Linked DNA regions of Mus musculus: all the other regions are linked to region 1. A link is a contact called in public HiChIP or PLAC-seq and promoter capture Hi-C data. All regions are on one chromosome and are shown on one strand. The core of a region is the stretch at or near the end of the contact, and the rest is flanking DNA. Distances in the headings are between cores, read along the strand shown. Region 1 holds the start of Lipt2 (lipoyl(octanoyl) transferase 2 (putative)). Region 2 holds the start of Coa4 (cytochrome c oxidase assembly factor 4). Region 3 overlaps C2cd3 (C2 calcium-dependent domain containing 3).

What was found. Promoter capture Hi-C pulls out the DNA fragments that hold promoters and counts their contacts. HiChIP or PLAC-seq counts read pairs in DNA pulled down with a chosen protein or histone mark.
Region 2: an HNF4G HiChIP or PLAC-seq map of pancreatic cancer cells shows a contact between it and region 1. The contact joins the promoter of Coa4 here to the promoter of Lipt2 in region 1. A contact is called at or near these places in 1 of 115 datasets of contacts at active chromatin or transcription factors (pancreatic cancer cells) and 1 of 9 other capture datasets (liver).
Region 3: a promoter capture Hi-C map of liver shows a contact between it and region 1, with 3 times the contacts expected there. The contact joins the enhancer-like site here to the promoter of Lipt2 in region 1. A contact is called at or near these places in 3 of 39 promoter capture datasets (3T3-L1-derived adipocytes, liver and stem cell-derived epiblast-like cells), 2 of 115 datasets of contacts at active chromatin or transcription factors (bone marrow-derived macrophages and pancreatic cancer cells) and 1 of 9 other capture datasets (liver).

What each region holds. Positions count from the first base shown.
Region 1 is chr7:100,157,878-100,160,599 of GRCm38.p6, forward strand. It overlaps Lipt2 (lipoyl(octanoyl) transferase 2 (putative)), which reads left to right and starts at 1,400. Exons shown (of 2, transcript NM_026010.2): 1 at 1,400-1,870; 2 at 2,297-2,722. The coding sequence starts at 1,405. The coding sequence ends at 2,526. Gm51452 (a long non-coding RNA gene) reads right to left here and starts at 2,299. Exons shown (of 2, transcript XR_003946658.1): 1 at 2,218-2,299; 2 at 1-254.
Region 2 is chr7:100,535,725-100,538,446 of GRCm38.p6, forward strand. It overlaps Coa4 (cytochrome c oxidase assembly factor 4), which reads left to right and starts at 1,376. Exons shown (of 2, transcript NM_183270.2): 1 at 1,376-1,468. Gm39058 (a long non-coding RNA gene) reads right to left here and starts at 1,395. Exons shown (of 2, transcript XR_869836.2): 1 at 1,080-1,395.
Region 3 is chr7:100,464,521-100,467,242 of GRCm38.p6, forward strand. The region is part of intron 32 of C2cd3 (C2 calcium-dependent domain containing 3); the gene reads left to right. It overlaps Gm10603 (a long non-coding RNA gene), which reads right to left. Exons shown (of 2, transcript XR_001778233.2): 1 at 8-2,722. Among named protein-coding and RNA genes, the nearest start is that of Gm10603, 3.5 kb to the right of the region's middle. Within about 2 kb of position 1,336, at least 171 of the 459 cell types and tissues checked have an H3K27ac peak or open chromatin away from gene starts, as enhancers often do. A contact at or near this core is called in 3T3-L1-derived adipocytes, liver and pancreatic cancer cells, where this site is marked.

The DNA of each region.
Region 1 (2,722 bases), core at 150-2,649:
CTTATTAATTCTTGGCATTGAGCCTCACTCTGGTTGGTATTCTGTTCTTCCTCTTTCTGCTTCCTGGCCCACCCACACTCAGTGTTACTGGAGCTATTAACAGTCAAAGTCCATCCCAGCACGTAGGAGGCAGAGGCAGGAGGATCTTCTGTGATGGAGGAGGGAGGGGAGAACCTGCATGGCAGAGGTGGAGGGGTTCAGAGAGTGAGAAAGTCCACAGTGCAACGATGTAGGCTCAGGCTTTAGGCCGATATCTGAAAAGGAAATAAAGAAAAGGGGAAAAAATTAGTGGTCAGTGCAGATCTGAGATTATGTCCCAGGTTAGAATACCACACCAGAGACACACAGTGTGGTTAGAAACAGGGGCTGGTTATTAAAAAAAGAAAAACACTCCCAAGAATGGGCGTGAGCTAGTGGGCTAAGTAAAAGCCTTGGGGACTGAGGGCTCAGGACCCTTTATAAGACTTTGATAAGACATCTACCTCTCCAAATTGTAGTTCTGGGGACTTTTCTGGCACATTCTCTGTTGTATAAAGCTCAGGTCAGGAAGGGTTTCTGGGCCAATTAATCACAATTAATCTTGATATTCTGGCTTCCCGTCCCCTGTCCTTCCCTCGGCTTCTGGGACTGGGTTGTATGATGACTCAAGCTGGAGCTCCCTTCAGAGATCAGGGCTTCATAATGGAAGCAACTCCTACAAAGGTAACGGTGCCTTCCCAGGAGTAGCTTGTTTTTGTGACCCATCTATGTAGGATGTCCCATTTGCTTTAATCTAGAATAATTCTAATGGGTCAGGCCAGACTCGGAGCATTCCTGGGGGATAGCTAAGGAAAGAATCTAATGCAACTATTTCTCTGCTCAACTACAGCTTCTGCCTAATCCTGTTTCTTTCAAGTCTTATATATCTTGAAGTACCTGCTACGTCCCACACCGATCCACAATAAACCTCTTTGCACACTAGTCTCCCTTTCAGTTTTCGAGGAACTCAACATATTACTGAATTCTGTTTTTCTTTCCATCATTGAGGAAAATACGTAATAAATAAATTAATTAAATTAAAAAAAAGAATTTACATGGTGAAACAGAAAGACAATTTCTGAATATTGTCAAAAAAAAAAACTTTAATATTAGCTTGTCAGCTGTGAACACCTAAGCTTCCAGGGTTGGATCTTCGTTTCTCAAATACTCTACACTGCACGGTCCAAGTTCCTGCAGAACACAGAACATACTAAAAAATGATTATTGGAATGAATGGGTGGTTAAGACCAATCCTGCCTGGACTTCGGGTCACACAGGTAGGCGGGAACTGAAGCTCCACTCGGGCTGAAGCTCAGGGGCGTGGCCCAGAGTCCCCGCCCCGAGACCCGCCAGAAGGCGTGGCCCACGCACGCCGCCTCCCGCGCGATGTCGCTGCCTGTGGTCCGGCTCGTTTGGCTTGGTCGGGTGCACTACTCGGAGCTGCTGGCGTTGCAGGAGCATTGGCTACGGCGGCTACAGGCAGACCCTCGCCCTGGGACCCTGTCGGGGACCAAAGCGGGTGTGCTCTTGGTCTGCGAGCCAGCGGGGCCCGTATACACGGGCGGGCTACGCGGTGGCCTGACACCCGAGGAGACTACGCGGCTGAGGGCCTTGGGCGCCGAGGTGCGCGCCACCGGCCGCGGCGGCCTGGCCACTTTCCACGGCCCGGGCCAGTTGCTCTGCCACCCGGTGCTTGACTTGCGGCTCCTAGGCCTGCGCCTGCGCACCCACGTGGCGGCGCTGGAGGCGTGCGCCGTGCGACTGTGCGAACTTCGGGGCCTGCAGGGCGCCCGCGCGCGGCCGCCGCCCTACACTGGCGTCTGGCTGGGGGAGCGCAAGATCTGCGCGATCGGTGAGCGCGCCGGGGCGGGACCGGGGCGGAGCCTGGGCAGGGCTAACATCGGGGAGCGCTGGGCTGGACATGAACTCTGGGCATGAGCCACTGACCTCCCTCATGGAGCTGAGACAAAAGAGTCCTCTAGTTCAGTATGAATTGCCAGGTTTCTTCCTGTGACTCATAACGGGAGACAGGATGCCAAAATTTAAAACTTCCAATGCAAACGCAATTCTTGTGTTAAACGAATCTCGAAAATAAGGGCAGCTGATGTGTAACCACAGCCCCCACCGCCATTGACTTAGCCCCCAGATCCAGTCAGTGTTCCATCCAAGTTTCAAGGGATTGTGCCCAGGCCTCCTTACCTTTCAGCCCCAGAGGGATCCTGAGGCTCCCAAAGAAGGGAAGTATAACTATGCTAAGATATTTTGGCTTGTCTTGCAGGAGTCCGCTGTGGAAGACACATCACGTCCCACGGCTTGGCTCTGAACTGTTCAACCGACCTCACATGGTTTGAGCACATTGTGCCTTGTGGACTGGTTGGAACTGGAGTCACTTCCCTGAGTGAGGCGCTTCAAAGACTTGTCACTGTGGATGAAGTAATGCCATCATTCCTTGTGGCATTCAAGGAGACTTTCAAGTGCACGTTAATCTCTGAGGACAGCCCCAGCTGAAGGACATTCATTCACCTTATCCTTGGGATGATGGTTCTACAATAGAAAGCTTCTAGTCTGACTGAGTCCCCAGAACTACTCTGATTCACTGACCATGACAGGCCCTGAGCAATTGCTAGTCTGACTGAGTCCCCAGAACTACTCTGATTCACTGACCATGACAGGCCCTGAGCAATTGCTCCCTGTATCTCCTCAC
Region 2 (2,722 bases), core at 126-2,625, 380 kb after region 1:
AAGTTTTAGAGGTGAAGTTCATTATATGTAGAGAAAGTTGCTAAAGTAATTTTATCTTGTTTACTGGTTATAAAGTAGAATTTTATCTTCTCTGATGACAGGTGAAAATCACCAGACATAGATATATGATAAATACACATATATGGTAAATACATATATAAGTACATATATGCTTGATGATCTATATGTATTTATCATAAATATGTGTGATGATCTTCACTTATCATAGTAAAGAACTAAGCTTCAAGGTTGGTCCCGGTGGCACACACTTGTCATTGCAACACTCGGAGAGCTAAGGCAGGAAAGCCACAAGCTTGAGGCCAGCCTGAACTACATATTCAAGGCTAGCTACTACACACAGTAGCTACTGCTACATAGTGAGACCCTATCCCCCCAAATACAAATAAAATACCCAAAACAAAACCAAAAATAGATACAAAACATAATAATGGTATGTGAAATGACAGATAATCAATAAAATGAGCTTTTCTCACAGAATTTAGGAAGGTTGATTGTGTGTGTGTGTGTGAGAGAGAGAGAGAGAGAGAGAGAGAGAGAGAGAATTCAATGGTCAGGAATGACACAGAATGCCATTCAGAGGTAAAAGAGGATTAGAGTTGTCTGGATATGGCTAGGTGCAATAACTCACTTTCCACCCTGAAGCCTAGAGAGATGGAAAGTTAAGAAAAGGGTCTCCAGGGAGCTTGTGTGCACTGTCAATGAAAGTGGGGAAGAGAAGGCAGGCAGAGTGAGGAAAGATCAATCCCTTGGCCCCTGCAAGATGGTTCCTGAGTAAAGTTGCCAGCCACCATACAACCTGAGTTCAAGACCAGGACCCACATGTTAGGACAGAATCAATTCTTGCTGTTCTCTGCTCTCCACACGTGTACCTCAACGCCACACATAAATACACAAATGTAAATAGAAAATGCCTCTTCCTTTCACTTCAGCAATTAGGGCATTCTAGATCCTAGTTATGGCATGGGACACACTGTGCATACATGTTTCTTTGTTTTACTTGGGAATGAAAAATGTCCCATTTGAAATTCCTTTTCTGGATCCTGTGCCCTTCAGCTTACTTGGCAACCCATGCGGTAACACTTCAGACATGGGTCCAGTCAGAGCTCTTGCTGATGAAAAGGCATAATGGCTACCCGCCTCCTCCGTCACTCTCAGGTGGCCTGGAGTCACCTGAGGGTGTGTACACAGTCTCTCAGAACGATCCAAGGTGCCTTCCCTAGGATCCGGTCTCCATTGGTCCGCTCCTTCCGCCCTTTCCCGGAAGAGGCGGGCTGAAGGCGGGCTCTACACGGAGAGTTCACCAATGGGAATTGCAGAGGGCTCTGTTCTTCCGCGTGTGTGCTCCCGCTGGGTCGGCTTCCTGCGGAGAGAACAGGGGGCGTCCTTATTGCCTACGAATCCCCGCGTCTGGGGCGGAACGCGCTCGCACGCTCTTCTGCACCTGCGGGTGAGCACTGCGCACGCATCCCTACACCGGATGCACAGTGGGGACGGCGGGAGTGCTCCTGAAACTGGGAGAGGTGCTTCAGGGGACTTGGATGCCTGTATTTCTCTCCTTCCTCTTCCTTGTCATGCCTTACTAGAAGGCCTTGCCAAGCTGTCAGGCATCTAGCCTGCCCTTATTTCTAAGCATGGGTTGAACTCATTTTATTCAAGGAGTACCGAGGACAACATGTATTGGACATATACTGCAGTGCTATTTACAAAGTCTACCTAGTGAATCTTAAAGCGATTTTATTTTGTGTGTGTGTGTGTGTGTGTGTGTGTGTGTGTATGATTTGTTGACGGCCCTACCTAATAATACAGGTCTCCAGGCAAAGACATTTACCCTTTTATTGTGCCTCCGTAGCGGTGAGGTTTATATAGAGAAGTGCTTAAATCGTCTTGTGACCTACCCCTTTTCCTCATGATAATAGTCTTAAACTCCTAACATGGGCTGCAAAGCTTTGCTGATCAATCATTTACTTATTTCTGCCAATTTTCATTTCCTGCTCTTCTGGTTTCTCCAGTTACTGAAGTGTTTTACGAGGCTGAGAATCAAATTCAATTTACTTTTCCACGTTGGACATTTGTACTACTACCAAACTACATTTTCAGCCCAGTCATCGAACTTGTGATTCCTCTCATGTGTCTACCTCTAGCCAGAAATAGTTTTCCCATGTTTGGCTAACTCATTCATCCTTGAGTTTCATCCTGGAAGTCAGGTTCTCTAGAAAGTCTTGACAGATTAGACCTGCCTCGTTTTCCCAGCTGTCTGTACATACTGTTGTAAACTTCCAGTTTACTTGCCTAGATTGTAAACTCCATGAGGGCAGGAATTGTCTCTAGCTTGGTCTTGTTTGTATACTCTTTTTTTTTTTTTTAAAGATTTATTTATTTATTATATGTAAAGTACACTGTAGCTGTCTTCAGACGTACCAGAAGAGGGCATCGGATCTCATTACGGGTGGTTGTGAGCCACCATGTGGTTGCTGGGATTTGAACTTCCGATCTTCGGAAGAGCAGTCGGGTGCTCTTACCCACTGAGCCATCTCACCAGCCCTTGTATACTCTTAATATAGTAGCCAACACACAACACAGTAACCACCTATTAATGAATAAGACAGAAAAGAGGCATTTAGCGCCTTTATACCCCGTCGTAACAAACTTTTTGCAAAGGTTGAAGTTATCTCTATTGAAGCCTTTCCTGAGTTCTCTCTTG
Region 3 (2,722 bases), core at 86-2,585, 310 kb after region 1:
TGCCTACCTGACGGAAACACGTGATTTCTCAATATTGTTCCAGGCAATGCTCAGCTTAGAGGGAGAGGGGAAGGGAGGGAGAAGTCCAGCCTTGAATCTCCATTTGTAGATCCCATTTTATTGTGTATAACAAAACGTTTCCTGAGGAGACAGAACACATATCTATTCACCCCAGATAGGTATACTATAACAGACCAAAGCTTGGATACCACCAAAGTCCAATCTGGTGAGCCATGAATTTTACTGTGGGTACTTAGAGGAACATGGGTGAAGGGCTCCAGCATGGGTGGCCTCTTAACAGGCACGCTCCGATCTGGTCTGTTCTGAAGAGCTGCCTCTGCTGTGGAACGCAAGCTCCCTGGGTAAGGGGCCAGTGGTTCTGTCTTTCCCTGCATCTGACTGGAACTATGGCCTTTGCATAGCTGCCAGCAGAGCTTCACCAGATCATACCAGAAGGGAGACAGGTCCAAGGGAACTTCCTGAAGCCCAGGGCCCTCATGACTGTGGCTCTGGCCTTATGGCTTTGCTCCTCCTGTTAACAAAGATCCTGACCTGTTTCATTTTCTTTGAACCACCAAGTCCCTAGCACTCTGCAGAATTCAAGAAAAGACCTAAAGGTCACAGGAAGGTTCTGCTAAAGGCTACCTGAAACTTTTGAAAGAAGATGAGTAACCTGGGTGAGAATATACAGGAGTTGGAAAGAAGGCAGAACTAGTTGGTACCTAGCCTGACCCAAACCGCAAGTTAGTGTTTACCTCCCAGGTAAGGTCTGTAGACCTGCCGGCATGTGCTATGCCTGTCAAGACCTGAGCAGGCTGGTGTGCAGCAGGGTCCAGGAACTCTGCCAGGCACTGACTCTATGGAGTCTGGACTTTGGAAACTTCCCACTAGTCAGCACTGGTTAGCGTGCTAAGGAGTCTGTCTGGCTCTCCTGGGCTCTTCATTGTGGAAACTGGGGACCAGTGACAGTGTAAACAGGAACCCTGTGGGCTGGCCCTGTTAGAAACGGCTTCTCAGAAGGACAGAAGTGCCAGGTGGTAAGGCACAGAGGGAATACTTAGGTAGAAGAGCCCCATGGGGAGAGTGCTAACAGGGATGGGAAGGGAGCTGGGGGGGGCCAGCCATGCTGTAACTGGCTTGGTTAAATTTCAATCTTCTGCCCAGGGCTGGGACTCTGGTCTGAGTGTCCTGTCCCCACTTCCCCCGACTCATAGCTGTGGCTGCTGAGTTCTCTGCTGTCTTCAGTGTCTGGGAAGTCCTTGTTGCTACCTTAGGAGTGGATAGTGGGAGCCGCCCCAGAGAAAGGCAGCCAGCCAAGGGGGTGAAAGTTGAGCCCAGTGGCAGCTGTGTAGAGCCCTCACACAACCTCTGAGGCAGCCGTCCAGGCAGCCTCACCGGGCAGGGCAGCTGTTTGCTTTCAGTTTTATCTCTCCAGGGTTGTTTCTCACTTAAGGGCACTGCTCTGGAAAAGAGCAGAGCTTCAGCCATGAGCCCAATCTAGAGGATCACTTGGGGTCTTGTGGGTGGTTGTGAGCACTTGCCTAGCCAAGCCCTAAGCTCCCTTGGGGAGCTGCCAAACCCTAGTTCTGCTCAGGACCTAAGATAAGAATAAAAGCTTTGTTTTGCTCTGGTGTCTAGCCAGGGTCACCCCTAGCTCCAGCAGAGCTCCTGTGTTTTGCCCGATGTACCTGTCATTTGCCTCCATGAGATCTGAAGTTTGAGTTTCATAGTAAACCAGAGAAAGAAAACCAGAGTTTACTAACTCTGCTTGGCAGTGATCACTGAGACCCACTAACAGAAACCATCTTACTTATAAATAAGTGAAATGGGTCATCTATACCACAAACCAGTATTCCTTCCATTCATCTCACTACATGTCCACTGAGAAAGGACTGGAGAAGCTTACAGAAGACTAGAGACAGTCACCTGTACCCACCACTCCCCACAAGCACATAGCCTCTGATGAAGTAAATCTAGAGGTGTAATGAAGAGGCTCTGAACTGAGATTAGACCACACTGCAGAGCAAATAGCACCTCTGAAGAAACCACACCACGGGACCTGTACAAAGTCAGTCAGTGTCTCTGTCTCTGTCTCTGTCTCTCTCTCTCTCACACACACACACACACACACACACACACACACACACACACGCACACATGAACTTTTACAGGTCAGCTCGTTGAGGTTAAAGAGGAACAGGTGAGACTTCCCCCGACTGCTTTGTGGTTTGTTGTTTGTTGTTTGCTTGTTTGCGTGAGTGGGTGGTGGTGTTCACACAGCTCCCTTTTCTATGGCTGTTACTCTAGAGCTCCTCTCCTCAGTCCGTCCACCCTGGCGACTGCTCTCTGCACCTGAGAAATCCCCTCTCCACACCTTAGCTCAGGCCAAGCCTCCATTTGGCATCCTCTCCCTTCACATAGTGTTCAGACTCCATCTTCGTGTTTCTCTCTAGTCCCTCCTTGAAGTTCCCTTCCAGGGATTCCATCCATGGATGGCCCCTCTGTCCAGACCCTAAAGAATCCCTAAGGTCTGATGATCCACTTGCCTGTGGGAGGAGGGGAGGGCGGCTCCTGCAAAGTGCATGCTGGGCTGCTGGGCGCTTGCTTTGTGATGCTGTGCAGCATGGAGAGGAGTGGCCAGTGCATGTGGGTGTATGTCCCTCCTTAGACACCGTCCGCTGCCCAGACCTTCAGGGGTATGTGCTGTAGCAACTCTGATAAA